2 separate regions of the Mus musculus genome follow, and region 2 is linked to region 1. The links are chromatin contacts, called in public HiChIP or PLAC-seq maps. All regions are on one chromosome and are shown on one strand. The core of a region is the stretch at or near the end of the contact, and the rest is flanking DNA. Distances in the headings are between cores, read along the strand shown. Region 1 holds the start of Slc37a4 (solute carrier family 37 (glucose-6-phosphate transporter), member 4). Region 2 has its middle 14 kb from the start of Cxcr5.

Evidence for each region. HiChIP or PLAC-seq counts read pairs in DNA pulled down with a chosen protein or histone mark.
Region 2: a contact with region 1 is called in an H3K4me3 HiChIP or PLAC-seq map of bone marrow-derived macrophages, with 2.0 times the contacts expected there. The contact joins the enhancer-like site here to the promoter of Slc37a4 in region 1. A contact is called at or near these places in 3 of 115 datasets of contacts at active chromatin or transcription factors (bone marrow-derived macrophages, effector CD8 T cells and embryonic stem cells) and 2 of 9 other capture datasets (adipose tissue and liver).

What each region holds. Positions count from the first base shown.
Region 1 is chr9:44,394,497-44,401,182 of GRCm38.p6, reverse strand. It overlaps Slc37a4 (solute carrier family 37 (glucose-6-phosphate transporter), member 4), which reads right to left and starts at 2,829. Exons shown (of 8, transcript NM_008063.3): 1 at 2,562-2,829; 2 at 1,702-1,934; 3 at 1,145-1,388; 4 at 536-694; 5 at 251-336. The coding sequence starts at 2,709. It overlaps Gm26306 (a small nucleolar RNA gene), which reads left to right and starts at 5,268; the gene lies at 5,268-5,386. It overlaps Mir7085 (microRNA 7085), which reads right to left and starts at 760; the gene lies at 695-760.
Region 2 is chr9:44,537,569-44,544,254 of GRCm38.p6, reverse strand. No RefSeq gene overlaps it. Among named protein-coding and RNA genes, the nearest start is that of Cxcr5, 14 kb to the right of the region's middle. Within about 2 kb of position 4,009, at least 17 of the 459 cell types and tissues checked have an H3K27ac peak or open chromatin away from gene starts, as enhancers often do. A contact at or near this core is called in bone marrow-derived macrophages and liver, where this site is marked.

The DNA.
Region 1 (6,686 bases), core at 1,580-4,079:
CCACTGCCACCCCTAGTTTTCTTGAGGCAGAGAAGCCTACTAACTAGGGAGAGAGATTCTGGGTCTCCTTCAGTGGGAAAGAGAAGCTCACCAAGGCAGGTCAAGAGAAACCTGGAAACACTCCCATCTCACCCAACGTCTACCCTCTGCTAACCAGCTCATTTGCCAGGACTCCCATCTCCACTGGCTGGCCCAGCCATGCGAGGAAGCCTCAAAGGGCCTCTCTTCGCAGTTCCTCCTGCCCACTCACCTTCGCCATGGCCCTGTCTGACAGGTAACCAGCTGCAATGCTTCCTACAAGGCCTCCGACCTCGAGGGCACTGATGTAGGAGCTACCTGCATGGGGAGTTGTGGGGAGGAGGAAGGGAAAAGAGTGAACAGGGATTTCCCATTGAGGTTATCCCAAGGTACAGACCTACCTCCAAGGATGCCCAGCCTTAAGGGGGAAGTAGAGAAAGGGAGAGAGGGTGGAGATCCCATCTCCTGCATTGGCCCCTGGTTTGTACACCCTTCTCTGTCTAAACACTCATCTTACCCACAAGGGCGGACTGCCCTCGCTCCTGGATAAGGAAGAACTGGCCCCAGTCTGTACAGCAAGTCTTTACTCCGAAGACCACGAGGTAGCCAGTGGACAGCACCCAGAGATAGGGGGACAGCAGCAGATCCTGTAGGGTGCTCTCCTCCTTTGATGAGCCTGAAGGTGGGGAGAGGCCAGCTAGGACTTGGGCTCTGCTCCTGCTGGCCTGCCCCCACTGCACCACCACCGTTCATTAGCCAGCTGCCAGAACAGGCTGTGAGCACCACCAGGATTGATGTGGGGCACCCCCTCAAAGCCCTGCTTCCCTCTCCCCTACCTCGATGCAAATGAAAGGAAATGAGGACGGTGCAGGTGGAAGAAGGCACCCAAACTGCTTAAACTTAGGGGGTTACCCAGAATGGAGAGATCTGTGCTGTCAGAGAAGGCTCAGGATGCGCTGGCTGATTTCAGGATAGAATCTTTACTTCTCCCACCCAATCTCCATTACCATTCCTTCGCCTACATCCAGTGGCAAGCACAGGGCAAGGCAAAGGCTAGTCCTAACAAAATCGTGCGGAGCCAGGGGCAAAGGAAGGTGCTCTAGGAGTCAGCTTGATAGAGGCTTACCCTTTTTGCCCTTGGAGGGGGCAGGGTCCAGATTTCGGAGTCCAACATCAGCAGGTTCATTGTGGATAAGCAGCAGACAGAAGAAGGAGACAACCACACACAGTGCCCCAGACAGGGCCAGTGTGCTGCGCCAGCTGTAGCTCTGGGCGAGGATCGTTGCCAAGATAGGTCCCAAACTTCCAGCCAGGTTCATGCTGGTTGACAACACAGCCCACCAAGTGCCAAACTGGGATGGCTCAAACCACTGTGAGGCAGAGGGGAACAGAATAGGTGCCTGGCTTAGAGGCCACACAGAAGGAGCAGCTCGAGTGTGGCAGACCTAGACACTCACATTACAGGGATGAGGGAAGAGTGCTTCTACTTGGCGGAGCCCAGTCCCTCGTCTGCCACCCGATCCCACCACCCTCAGGCTCCTAAAATATCCCAACAGCAGCAGGAGCTGGCAGGGAACTCCTAAGGAACCTGCTATGGGTTAGGGGTGGAAGGGTTGTGTAAGAAGAGGTGCTCCCAAGTGCCCACTGGGTGCCCTCCCCCTCAGGCTCATCAGATGCACTCACCTTCCTCAGGATCTTCCCACAGGGGGGCCAGCCCAGCCCCTGTGCCAGACCATTAAGAAACCAAAGAGCAGCAAAGGCTGACACTGTGGAGCTCCATGAGAAGACTACGTTGACCAGACCAACCAGGAGCAGCCCAGAGGAGAAGAGCCAGCGGGCGCTCATCTGATCTGACAGAACCCCGCTCACAAACTTGCTGATGGCGTAGGCTGCCGACTGGCTGCTTGTGATGAGCCCTGCAGCGAAGGGGAGCAGGGAGCAGGACACCTGAGGGGTTAGGGACAGGGCAGAGGCACAGGAGGGGCGGAGGAAGGTAAGGGGTCAGGTGTGTACAGGTGCCTGGCAGGGTGAGACAGGTTCCTTCCCGGATTTGACACTCTCCTGCCTGCTGAGCCGTGCATCACAGGCCCAGGCTGACTTGGACCTTCTCAGCCTCTTGGATTTCTTTCTTTCTTTACCCCTGGAATATGCAGTTCCCACCTCACTCTGAATGCTCGCCAAAAGCCCAAACACGTCTGAATGCGAAGGACTCTAGAGTCAAAGATCTTATTCCCCCTGGCAGGTAGCACGCAGGACACATCAAATCATGGTGCTACTCTCCCAGTGTTCACCGTGACCTGCAGGTGCAGCATGCACGAACAGGTGTGAAAACCTTGCTACCCGCTCCCAGTAGCACCTCCTGGGCACGTGTGGGTGCCAGGCATATACACCGGCTAAGCACTGGTTTCACATGTACACCCACACCCAGGCACATGGAGCTCAGCCTCTCCACCTGATACAAGCTTGAAACCCCCCATGCTTGGACAAACCATACTCCAAATGGTGTATCCCACAGCCCACCACCCTGCCCTTCCATGGCTTACCCAAATCGTCCTTGTCCAGAGCGATCTCATCCACCAAGGAGGGCATGACAAAGGAGAAGGTTTTGCGGTTGAAATAGTACAGGCTGTAGCCTCCAAACATGGCCGCAAATATGACAGTGCGATAGTAGCCGTAGCCTTGGGCTGCCATGGTAGAAAAAGCTGGCCCTGCTGGCCCACTCCAGTACTTCTGACCACAGATTCTTGACTGCTCCTGCTTGCAGCTAGCTCTCTTTAGTGCCTGGATCTGCTGAGCTGTGTTTTTCTGTGCGCTTTCTCTCTCCTCCACCCAGGCTCTTTATAGCCGCCTTCTGGACAATCATTAAGCCTGGGGCAGCAACCAGGGAACCCAGTGTCCTGAGAGAGACAAGAAAACAGGTTACTGAGAGCCAAACCGGGGGAGGAGAGGGTCCCCAGGACTGCTTGCCCTTCCCTCCTTTCCCAAGTCTTCTTGCCTGTGAAGCCAGCTGTGATTAAAGGCTCAGCCTAATTACTTTTGTCTGCACAAGCCCAGGGGAGGCTCGGGTAGGATGAGCAGAGCAAGCTCTCAGTATAGCCCTACTCCCTTGGTCAATGAACTTTCTCATTCTCTCAGGTTCCTTTGCGGTGCCAGGCTGCCGGACATTGTGAAAGGCACTAGATCGGTTCCTACCCCCCAGGTTCATTCAATCAACCACATACCTTAAAAACAACCCCACACCCACTGCTGAGCCTTCACCAAATGCTTAGCACACAATGGAGTACAGTTTCCTAATAGGTATCCCCTTCATTGGGGGATATATTTCTTGAACTCCTCATGGTGGTAGGGAACAGCGCATACACTTTCCTTATACACACAGTGATAAAAGGTAGATACATAAATTAGACCTAGTAAGTAAATAGTAAAACACAATGAGGCACCATAGTAAAAGTTTCTTAAAGCCTATCGTTTATTTCTGGAATTTCCCATTCTCCTTTTTCCACTAAGGCTGGCCTCTGTCACTGAAATGTGCAAGGAACAACAGTAGGTAAGGAGCGAGATAACTGCAGTAGTTGCAAAATTAAACGGGGGGACAAGCCCCTCAGTTCACCCTGCAATGACACGCAGAAGGCGCGCCTAGGGCTTAGGTCTGGATGAGACCCCCTTGGAACTGCCTCTGGATCCCTATTACCCTGCGACATCAGTAGGGGGTCCGTACTGCGGGGCTGTGGGTCCCCGAAGCACGCCACCGCAGCTTTCTGCTCCGCTGCACAGCCGCTGGAGCACAAGGCGTAGGCGAGAGAAGCCGCACGTAGCCTCGGGAGGCCCCTCGCTCTGGCAGCCTAGGCTCTGCCAGTCAGGATGGGCAGGCGGCGCCGCTTGCCACCTGCCGAGCACCCCGTGTCCTCAAGCCACCCGGGACACCCGACTCCTGGCTGGGAACTGCGGGTCCTGGGGACAGGAGCAAGAGAGCTGCGGAGACTGTGCGCTGCAGCCACGAGGGCACCGCATCTGCAAGAGCGCTGTCCCTGGGCCGTGGAACTGTCGCCATCCCGGAAGGGCAGTCACCCGGACAGCCTCCGGCGTAGTCGGAAGTCAGGGGAGCCCCAAGGTCCCAGACTTGCCCTCTAGTCCCGCCCTCACTGACGCCCCTCCTTCGCATGCCACCCCTACCTGGACGGAGGCGGTAACCCCTAGTGGGATGGGGCGGGACTCGAGTAAGGCTGGTGCGCATGCACAGAGTTGGGCGGACTACTGTCCACCCTGGGATGGAGACGTCATCCTGCCTGTCAAGCAGCTTCCAGTGAAAGGACAGTGCCGCTTATAGGCTGAGCACCACATGACCTATTACGTTTCGTCGATCAGTGTCTATAGAGTGCCTCCTGTTAGGGTGCAGATTCAGGAAACTCCCTGAATTGTAGAGGCATGGTGTTTTCTCTGGAAAATAAATTCAGCACAATTTGGAGTTTTAATTCGTGGTCAGATTAGTCGGAACAGAGAAAAAACAATATAGTCTCATCATTTAAAAGACAGAATTCCGACGAAACCTCGAGTTCTTTAAAAATCTTTTTAATGGTCATGTGGTGTGTATGTGTTGGGTGTGTATGTGTTACCGTAGGTGTGGAGTCAAAGGACAGCCTGGAATACTACTTCCTTTGAGACCGGTCTCCCCTTTCCCCCCCTCCCCCTCCCTCTCGTTTTTTGTTTTTGTTTTTGTTTTTTTCGAGACAGGGTTTCTCTGTGTAGCCTTACCTGTACTCACTTTGTAGACCAAGCTGACCTTGAACTCAGATTCTACTGCCTCTGCCTCGTCTCCTCTGAGTGCTGGGATTAAAGATACATGCCACCATGCCTGGCTTCAACCTCATGTTCCAGTCCTTGAACCACTACTTTGTGGAGACATAGCTTGGAACCAGGAGGGTGATCCTCCTGCCTCTGCCTCCAAGTGCCTAGGGTTAAGGACACGCTTATAACCTGACTTGAACCCACCATAGTCTCACAACTGTTCACTGTCAGCACCAATCTCTGATCCTTTAAGGGCTCCACAGATGATTTCTGAGAGGTCAGAAAAGTTAAGGCTGACTTTGACCAAGTAGCCCAGACCACAGTCTGGATTCCACTCCGCAGAAGGATGAGGCAGGGAGTTCACTGCCTGAGCTGCAGAGCCAGTTCAAGATGAGAATGGATAATCTTGACAGGCGAGACACTGTCAAAGAAAAAGCATATGTTAATTTTTTTTAAAATGATGATACAGGTGTGTTTGTTCAACTGATGGACAAAGGCAGGCTAGACAAGTGCAAAATAAATCCTCTTCTCAACCTAGAACTCACTGTTCCGTATGAGTCTTGACACATACAGAGGGAGTATGTGATGGGTGGACAGTCTACAGGAAATACTTGTAGTTTCCGTGGAGGATGAGAAGTTCAAGATCACCCTTAACTCAGTTGCAAGTTTGAGGCTGCTTTGAGTTACATGAAACACAACAAAAACAAGCATCTCTGCCAACACCTTTAATCCCAACAGGACTTTGAAGTCAGAAACAGGAAGATCTCTGTAAATTCAAGGCCAGCCTCTTCTACATAGTGAGTTCCAGGCCAGCCCGATACACATAGTGAGACTCTGACTCATGCAAACAAGAACCCACTACCATTTCTTTCCTCTTTTTGCTTTCTACCTTTATATATAGTTGAATTTAAGATGTCTCAGAATTTTCTTTTATCATAGCATCCCACAGGAAAACGACTGAAGGGTTTTTTTGGGTTTTGTTTTTTTAAGTACTCCAGATTGGAGAGCAAAGGTGGTTTAGAATACTGAAAGCCAGGGGGAAAAGGAGATAAACTAGGGCTCCACCAGTCCTAAACTTAAGTATCTACTAACCTGAGGCCTGGTATATACCAGGCTTGTGCTCTTAGGTAGGTGACAGAACCAAGGACTGAGTTTCTTCAAGGGAAAGCTCCAGGGGAGCCAGGTGTGGTGGCACAGGCCTTAATCCCACCACTTGGGAGGCAAAGGCAGAGGGATCTGAGTTTGAGGTCAGCCTGGGCTCTAGGGTTGGGGAGGTAGCTCAAGGTTAGAGCATCTAAGGTTCTAAATTTAGTACATAAGCCTCTGTGTGTGTGTGTGTGTGTGTGTGTGTGTGAGAGAGAGAGAGAGAGAGAGAGAGAGAGAGAGAGAGAGAGAGAAGAAGAAGAAGGAGGAGGAGGAGGAAGAGGAAGAGGAAGGGAAGGGAAGGGAAGGGAAGGGAAGGGAAGGGAAGGGAAGGGAAGGAGGTGGAGAGAGAGAGAGAGAGAGAGATTGAATTGGAACAGGGAATCTCCCCTTAGGCATATTAGCTCACACTTGTAATCTCAGCACTTAAAAGACAGAGAAGGTTCAGCACTTAAGAACACACACTGCTCTTGCAGAGTACAGGAGTTTGGTTTCTAGCACTTGCATGGAATGGTTTACAACCACCTCTAGTTCATGTGTGCAGATGTCATGCATACACATATAACTAAACGAAATTGTTTGTTGGGGCTGGGGGATAGCTAAACTTTTTTTTTTAAGATTTATTTGTTTGTTTGTTTACTTATGAGTAAATCAACTGTAGCTGTCTTCAGACACACCGGAAGAGGGCATCAGACTCCATTTCAGATGGTTGTGAGCCATCATGTGGTTGCTGGGAATTG
Region 2 (6,686 bases), core at 2,760-5,259, 140 kb before region 1:
AACAAAAAACAAAAAAAAAAAAAGAAAGAAAGAAATTAGATTCACAGATCTCAATTTCTCTCTCTCCCCTCTATCCTTTCTTCCCTTATCTAGTGATAAAGTGAAACTTGGGGATAAAGGGCAGGGAAAAGAAGAACCCACAGAGTAGCAAAGACCAGCTACAGTGGTCTATCATCAGCACGTTGGTGGGTGACCTGGATGCACAGCCAGGGTTAGACACCACCGTCCCGACCCAATGCCTTTGTTCTGCTGAAGAAACTGAGCTCAGAAGGGCAGGGGCCCATCCAGAAGCATCGGTTAGAACTGGGGATGCAGCTCAGTTAATATGCGAGCCTAGCTTGTGCAAGGTGCAATAAACAGTGCCACATAAACCAGTAGTGGTGCTGCGTGCCTGTAATCCAACGTGTAACGTGAAGGCAGAAGGATCGGAACTTCAAAAGTTCAAAGTCACCCATAGCTAGAGAGTTTGAGGCCCACATCTGCACATCTGGAAGTCAGGAGTCGTTGTCCAACCACAGATTCCCTGCTCAGGAGAGGAGGAAACAAGAATAAGGGGTTGAATCTGGCCTGACCCACCAGCCTTGGAAGAACATGGGAGGAGGCATGAGGCTTCCACCCTGTTTAAAGTCACAGAGTGCTTTTAAAGAGCAGAGTTCTGCTGGGCACGGTGGCCCATGCCTTTAAGTCTAGCACTTGGGAAGTAAAGGCAAGCAGATCTCTGTGAGGTAGGGGGCCAGCCTGCTCTACAGAATAAGCTCCAGACTAGCCAGAGCTACATAGTGAGAACCTGTCTCAACAACAACAATAATAAATATTAATAAAACAAAAGATAAGGCCTCAGGCTAATGATATGGCTAGTAGATGTGGGTCAAAGGCACTTGCCACCTAGCCTAGCAACCCAAGTTTACTCTCCTAAGGTAGAACGGGCTCCACAAATTGACCAATGACTTTCACATGCACAAGATAACACATGTGACCTCACCCCACATACACACACATAAGTATAATGAAAAAAAAAAAGTTTAGCTGGCCAGTAGTGGCTCATACCTTTAATCCCAGCACTCAGGAAGCAGAGGCAGGCAGATCTCCGAGTTCAAGGTCAGCCTGGTCTACAGAGTGAGTTCCAAGACAGCCAGAGCTACACAGAGAAACCCTGTCTCAAAACACTGCCAGAACAAAGTTGGGGGGGGGGGGTAAGAGAAGAAAAGGAAAAGCAAGAAGAGGGTTTCTACCACAGCCCTGCCAGCAGTGTTAACAGATTGCTTTCCTTAAGACCCAGTTTCTCTACCTGGAAAAAGTGTGCATTTGAAAGAGCACACCCCTGTAGTATGGGGTCTAAGCTCATGACACTTGAAGTGGCTATCAGTTCAAATCCCAGCTCTGCTGTGTGGCCATTGCCAGGGTTCCTAAAAATCCCATCATACCTCAGTGTTGTCACTTGTAAAGTGGTGATGACAAGACACAGAGTCGTCAGGAGGACTTGGTGAATCTACATTATCCATCACCTCTGACCCCTGGTGTGCCCTGGAACACAAGCCTTGCTCTCTTCTCAGCCTAGAATCACTTCATCAACTTGAAATCCTGTACATGTGCTGGCCAGGGCTCATGGTCAAGGAGCTCTCTGTTCCCACGTCCAGCTTCTAGACAGTCTGCTCCACTCAGTCTATCTAGAGCCTCGCAGGACAAATGCTGACTCATGTTCCTCTTTAAACCTGCCCTTCCCAAGGTCTCCCCATCTCACCGCTACCTCACTCAAGGGCAGTCCGACCCTCCCAGGTACCTCCCAGGTACCCAAGGTCAGTGTTCTTGCACCCTTCCAAAGTTCTCTGCTCTGCCTTCTCAAGTACCACAGTTGTATGTCTACTACTGTGATAAAGTACCCTGAACCACAGCAAGCATCATGCATCCCTGTAAATGCAAGGGCTTTCCTGACGGCCAGCTTGTCCCCTCCCACACTTCATCTTGTGTTACTTCTTTCTATTCTTTTTTTCTGAGATGAAGTCTTACGGTATAGCCCTGCCTAGCCTGTAACTCACTACATAGACCAGGCTGGACTCCAACTCACAGAGAGCAACCTGCTTCTTCTTTCCCTGTACTGGAATTAAAGGTATGCTCCCCGTGTTACCTGCTCCACAGATACTAATACCCTTCTATTGTAGGAGTAAATCCAGTACCCTGCCCAGTACATTTGCTCACTGTCTGTCCTTCCCCATCAGAACCCAACTTCACAGGACTCTGGAGACAGGGATCAGGCGTGCTCACAGCTTCCTCCTCAGAGCCTAGACCTGAAAACGAGACCAAAAGGCTCTTCATAATCAATACTGATTAGATATAGCCAGCACATGTTAATTCTAATAATTACTTTAGCATCTTGGAAATAGCAAGAGGAAGAAGGGGATGCTATTAGGCACTGGCATTTCACGGGGAAAACCTCCAGTGTTTATGAGACCATCCTAAGTGAAAAGTGTTCCAAAATTACATGTAACTTAGGATTAGTAACTTACAAGTAGTATAAAGAAGAAAAAAGGTGGGGGGCTGGAGATGGGAATCGGCAGCTAAGAGCACTTGCTGCTTGGTCTTCTGGAGGTCCAGTTCAGCTCCCAGTACTGCTTGTCACATGGTATAATCGTGTGTAACTCCAGCTACAGAGGCTGCGATGCCTCTTGCCCATGTACCTGCACTCACATGCACATAACACCAGCAGACATACAGGTCTACACATACATTTTTTGTTACGTTTTTTGAGACAGGGTTTCTCTGTGTAGCCCTGGCTGTCTGGGAACTCACTCTGTAGACCAGGCTAGCCTCAACTCAGAGATCTGCCTGCCTCTGCCTCCCAAGTGCTGGGATTAAAGGCAAGTGCCACCAGCACCAGGCTCAAAATATTTTTAAATTAATTCATTAAAAAGATAAAAACTACTGCTAAGGCAGTTGTTGCTCTTCCAAAGAAGCCAGGTTCAAGTCCCAGCACCTACATGGAGTTCACAAGCTTCAATCCCAGGGGATCCGACCCCTACATCTCACCTCTTAGAGAACTAGGCACGCAGGTAGTGTGCATAGACATAGGCAAACAACCCATATACATACAGTATAAACAGAATTTAAAGATTAAAATAATAAATGAATAAAATTTTAAAACAATGTATTCTCAGGCTGGAAAGGCAGCTCAGTTGGCTGCTCTTACTAAAGACACAGGTTCAATTTCTAGCACTCACACGAGGCTCACAACTACCTGTAACTCCAGACCAGGGGATCCAACACCCTCTTCTAATCTTCACAGACTCCTGTACACATATAGTACACAGACATGCACGTAAAAATAGACACACAGGCACACACACATAAAAAGCAAATTAGGAAGTGATGAGTTGGCTCAGTGGTTAAAAGCACTGGCTGATCTTCCAGAGGAACTAGTATTTGGTTCCCAGTGTCTACCGGAGACTCACAACCATCTGTAATGTAACTCCTGTCCTGGGGGATCCAAGGCTCCCTTCTGACTTGTCTGGATACTTACACAACATGTGGTGTGCACACACACACACATGCAGGCAAACACTCATGCACATAAAGTAATAAAATAAATCTAAATATTTTTTATTTCAATAACTTTAAAGAAAAATCATGTGTACTCATGATGTAGAATTATATTTTTCAGAAATAATTAAAAGAAGCCATTTGAGCTGGGCAGTGGTGGCACACACCTTTAATTCCAGCACTTGGGAGGCAGAGGCAGGTGGATTTCTGAGTTCCAGATCAGCCTGGTCTACAGAGTGAGTTCCAGGACGGCCAGGGATACACAGAGAAACCCTGTCTCGAAAGACCAAAAAAAAAAAAAAAAAAAAAAAAAAAAAAAAAAAAGCCATTTGAAAAAAATTCTTTCCCTCCCTGGGTTCTAGTTGCTTTTACTTAAACACAAATGTGTAGCTCACAGAGAGGCCTGGTGTGTACCCTGCCCTCAGAAGCTATGACTAAAGTGACACATTCCAGTGCCCTTTGCCAGTTCTGAGAGTAAATTGGTAAGAAGAAGAACACCTGTGCCCTTTGCCCTGTGCCCAGCAGTGCTGTAGGCAGCTGCCATCTGAGACCTCCAGCTGCCTCCCAGGGCCAGTGTGACTGGGGAAAAGCCCGGAGTGAGGCTGGGCTCCCCCAGTGTCCTCTTCTCTCAAATACACAGTACCCACCACTCACTCACAGTTCAGTAATCATGGATCAGAGGGGCCCTCATTAGCTGCTGGGGTCATTTCTGAGGCTTTCTCTTTGATATCTTCCCAACTCAGCCTCCTCAGACAAGAACTCAATTATTTGAGTTTCCCCCCTGCAGTTGACCAGAGCCTGTCTCCAGGACAGCAAGTTCATTTTCTAGGCACTGGGCTGGGTCATGGTGTTCGGTCCATTGTCTTGTTCTCTTCCCCATCCCAAGTCTGGGAAGTCTAAATCATTAAGTGTTTTATGGTGAACTAACTAGGCCCTGTGAGTTGCCCTCCTGTGGAGCTAGCTTCCATGCCTCTCTGGCTCTAGTCTCAGTGGTACCTGCTCTGTGGCAGCTGAAGACCCTGGAGGATTGTGGGATTGCATTGCTGCCTGAAGAATTCTGCCTGTCTTGGTTAGTCTCCTAGGTCCCTTGCTTAAGGGAATGTAGGATTTCAGGCAAGTGTTCTTCCCCCCACAACCAGCCCCCCATGATTGTTAGAGACAGAACCGAGGGCCTCAAGCCTATTGTGGATGTACAACCACTGCTGCAGGAATCGAAGGTTAAAGGCTTATTTCCCACGCTTTTGTTCATCCTTCAACAAACTTTGCTGCATATTGAGTCTGCCTATGAACCTGGCACTGTGAGGGTGGTTAAGCAGCAAGGCAGGGAGATGGCTCATTGGGTGAAGGCACTCGCCACGGAGCCTGTCGGCCTGAGGACCCGTACCGGAGAAAGAAAGAACCGACTCCTGCAAAGCTCCCTCTGACCTCCACCTCCACCTCCACCTCCACCTCCACCTCCACCTCCACCTCCACCTCCACCTCCACCTCCACCTCCACCTCCACCTCCACCATGGCATTCACGCTCTCCCCTCCATGAATAAGCGAATGGAAAACTTCTAAACAATGTTTTCAATAGAGGAGGAAGCATTTGGCAACTCCATACCCATCTCCACAGGAAAGTCAGTGCCTACCCTCCCCCACCGGGGGAGGCCTGCCTGGATAAACCCATGGGCACAGCTGCCCAGCACCCACTAGACACTGTGCACACTCGCAAGCCTCCTTTCCAGGTAGGAGTTATACTGTGTACACACAAGGAAGGGCACAGACACTTGCCAAGCGTCATGGGGTTACTGACCAGCAAAGCTTCCATACAAACCTTCAGTTCCAAGTCCCAACCTTGCTGGGAGCCTCAACATGAGCTTTACAGGCAGGGGCCCTGTACACCAGAACCCCCCCCCCTTTTCTGTCCATCAGTCCATCCATCCACTCGGTCAATCAAAGACGATGATTGGAGCACCTATGGTGTGTAAAACTTTGGGGACAAGAGGGGAAGAATGGGTCACAAACAGCTTTGCCACTAGAGCCTCTCACAACCTAGCAAGAGTGTGTAATTCTTCCATAACGTGAAAATAAGGTAGGGCATGAGAAAATGCTGGAAAAGAACCAGGTCAAGGTGGGGCAGGCGCCTCCTTGACTTTAGAGACTGTGGAGGAAGGCAGGCCCACTGAGGTGGCTTTAAGGTTGTTTAGGCTTTGGACATATGGAGATCTGGAGATTCCAGAAGGAAAGCCTATAAGCAAAGGTCAGAGGTGGGAAGGCTTACAGATACGGGTAGAGGGAAAGCTATTACAGTCCTGGTTGTTAGAAGGGATGGCAGGGCATAAATTTGGAAAAGCACGAGAGACATGCCTATTACCTGGAAAACAGAAGTGATGAATCTAGACTACGTACAGAAGACCTAATAGGCCAGGCCGCAGAGCTGACCACGTCTGTCACTGTTAGTCAAGAGATGTTGACAGGATTTCCTGTTGTGACCCTCTGTGAGGGAAGGCCAGATGGCCCCTCCATTTCTGCTCTCTCCAGATCCCATCTCACTCTGTCAGCAGCCCTGTCCCCCAGTGCTGTGTCATCAGTTGCTCACTTGCAGATGCCTGACCCACACGCACAGGCCCCCATTTGCAGCCCGGAACACTTCCTTCCTGGAGCCGAGGGGCCAAGTCATTTGGAAACCTCTCTCTCATGCGGTGTGATCAGAGTGCAGATAGAGCAGGTGGGGCGCCTCCACAGCTCCCGAAACGAATGCGGTGAGGAGTTTCGCTGGCCTATCACCTCCACCTGGGGCCTGGCTCACTTTCACTGCAGGACAACCACATCAGGAAACGTCTGTCAGCCATTTCCTGCCTTTGCTTCCAGGTCACTTTGTCCCTCTTGCCCTACTCTGGGCCACCCACGGCCTAAGTCTCTAACCACCCGGTCATTGACCGCAGCCTCTCTCATGCTTGTGAAGGCTCTGAGAACCGAAAATGGGAGAGCCAGAGTTTGTGCCCTTGACCTAATCCATGGTAGAAGCTTCGGGAGCCAGGCACGGCAGCTCAAGTTTGCGATCTAAAAAGGAAGCTGAGGCTGAAGAGCCGGGAGATCAAGGAAAGCCTGGGTACACAGCCTAAAAGAACTGTGAGTGAGTCAGTCGGTTAGCTGCCCAGCTCAGCCAA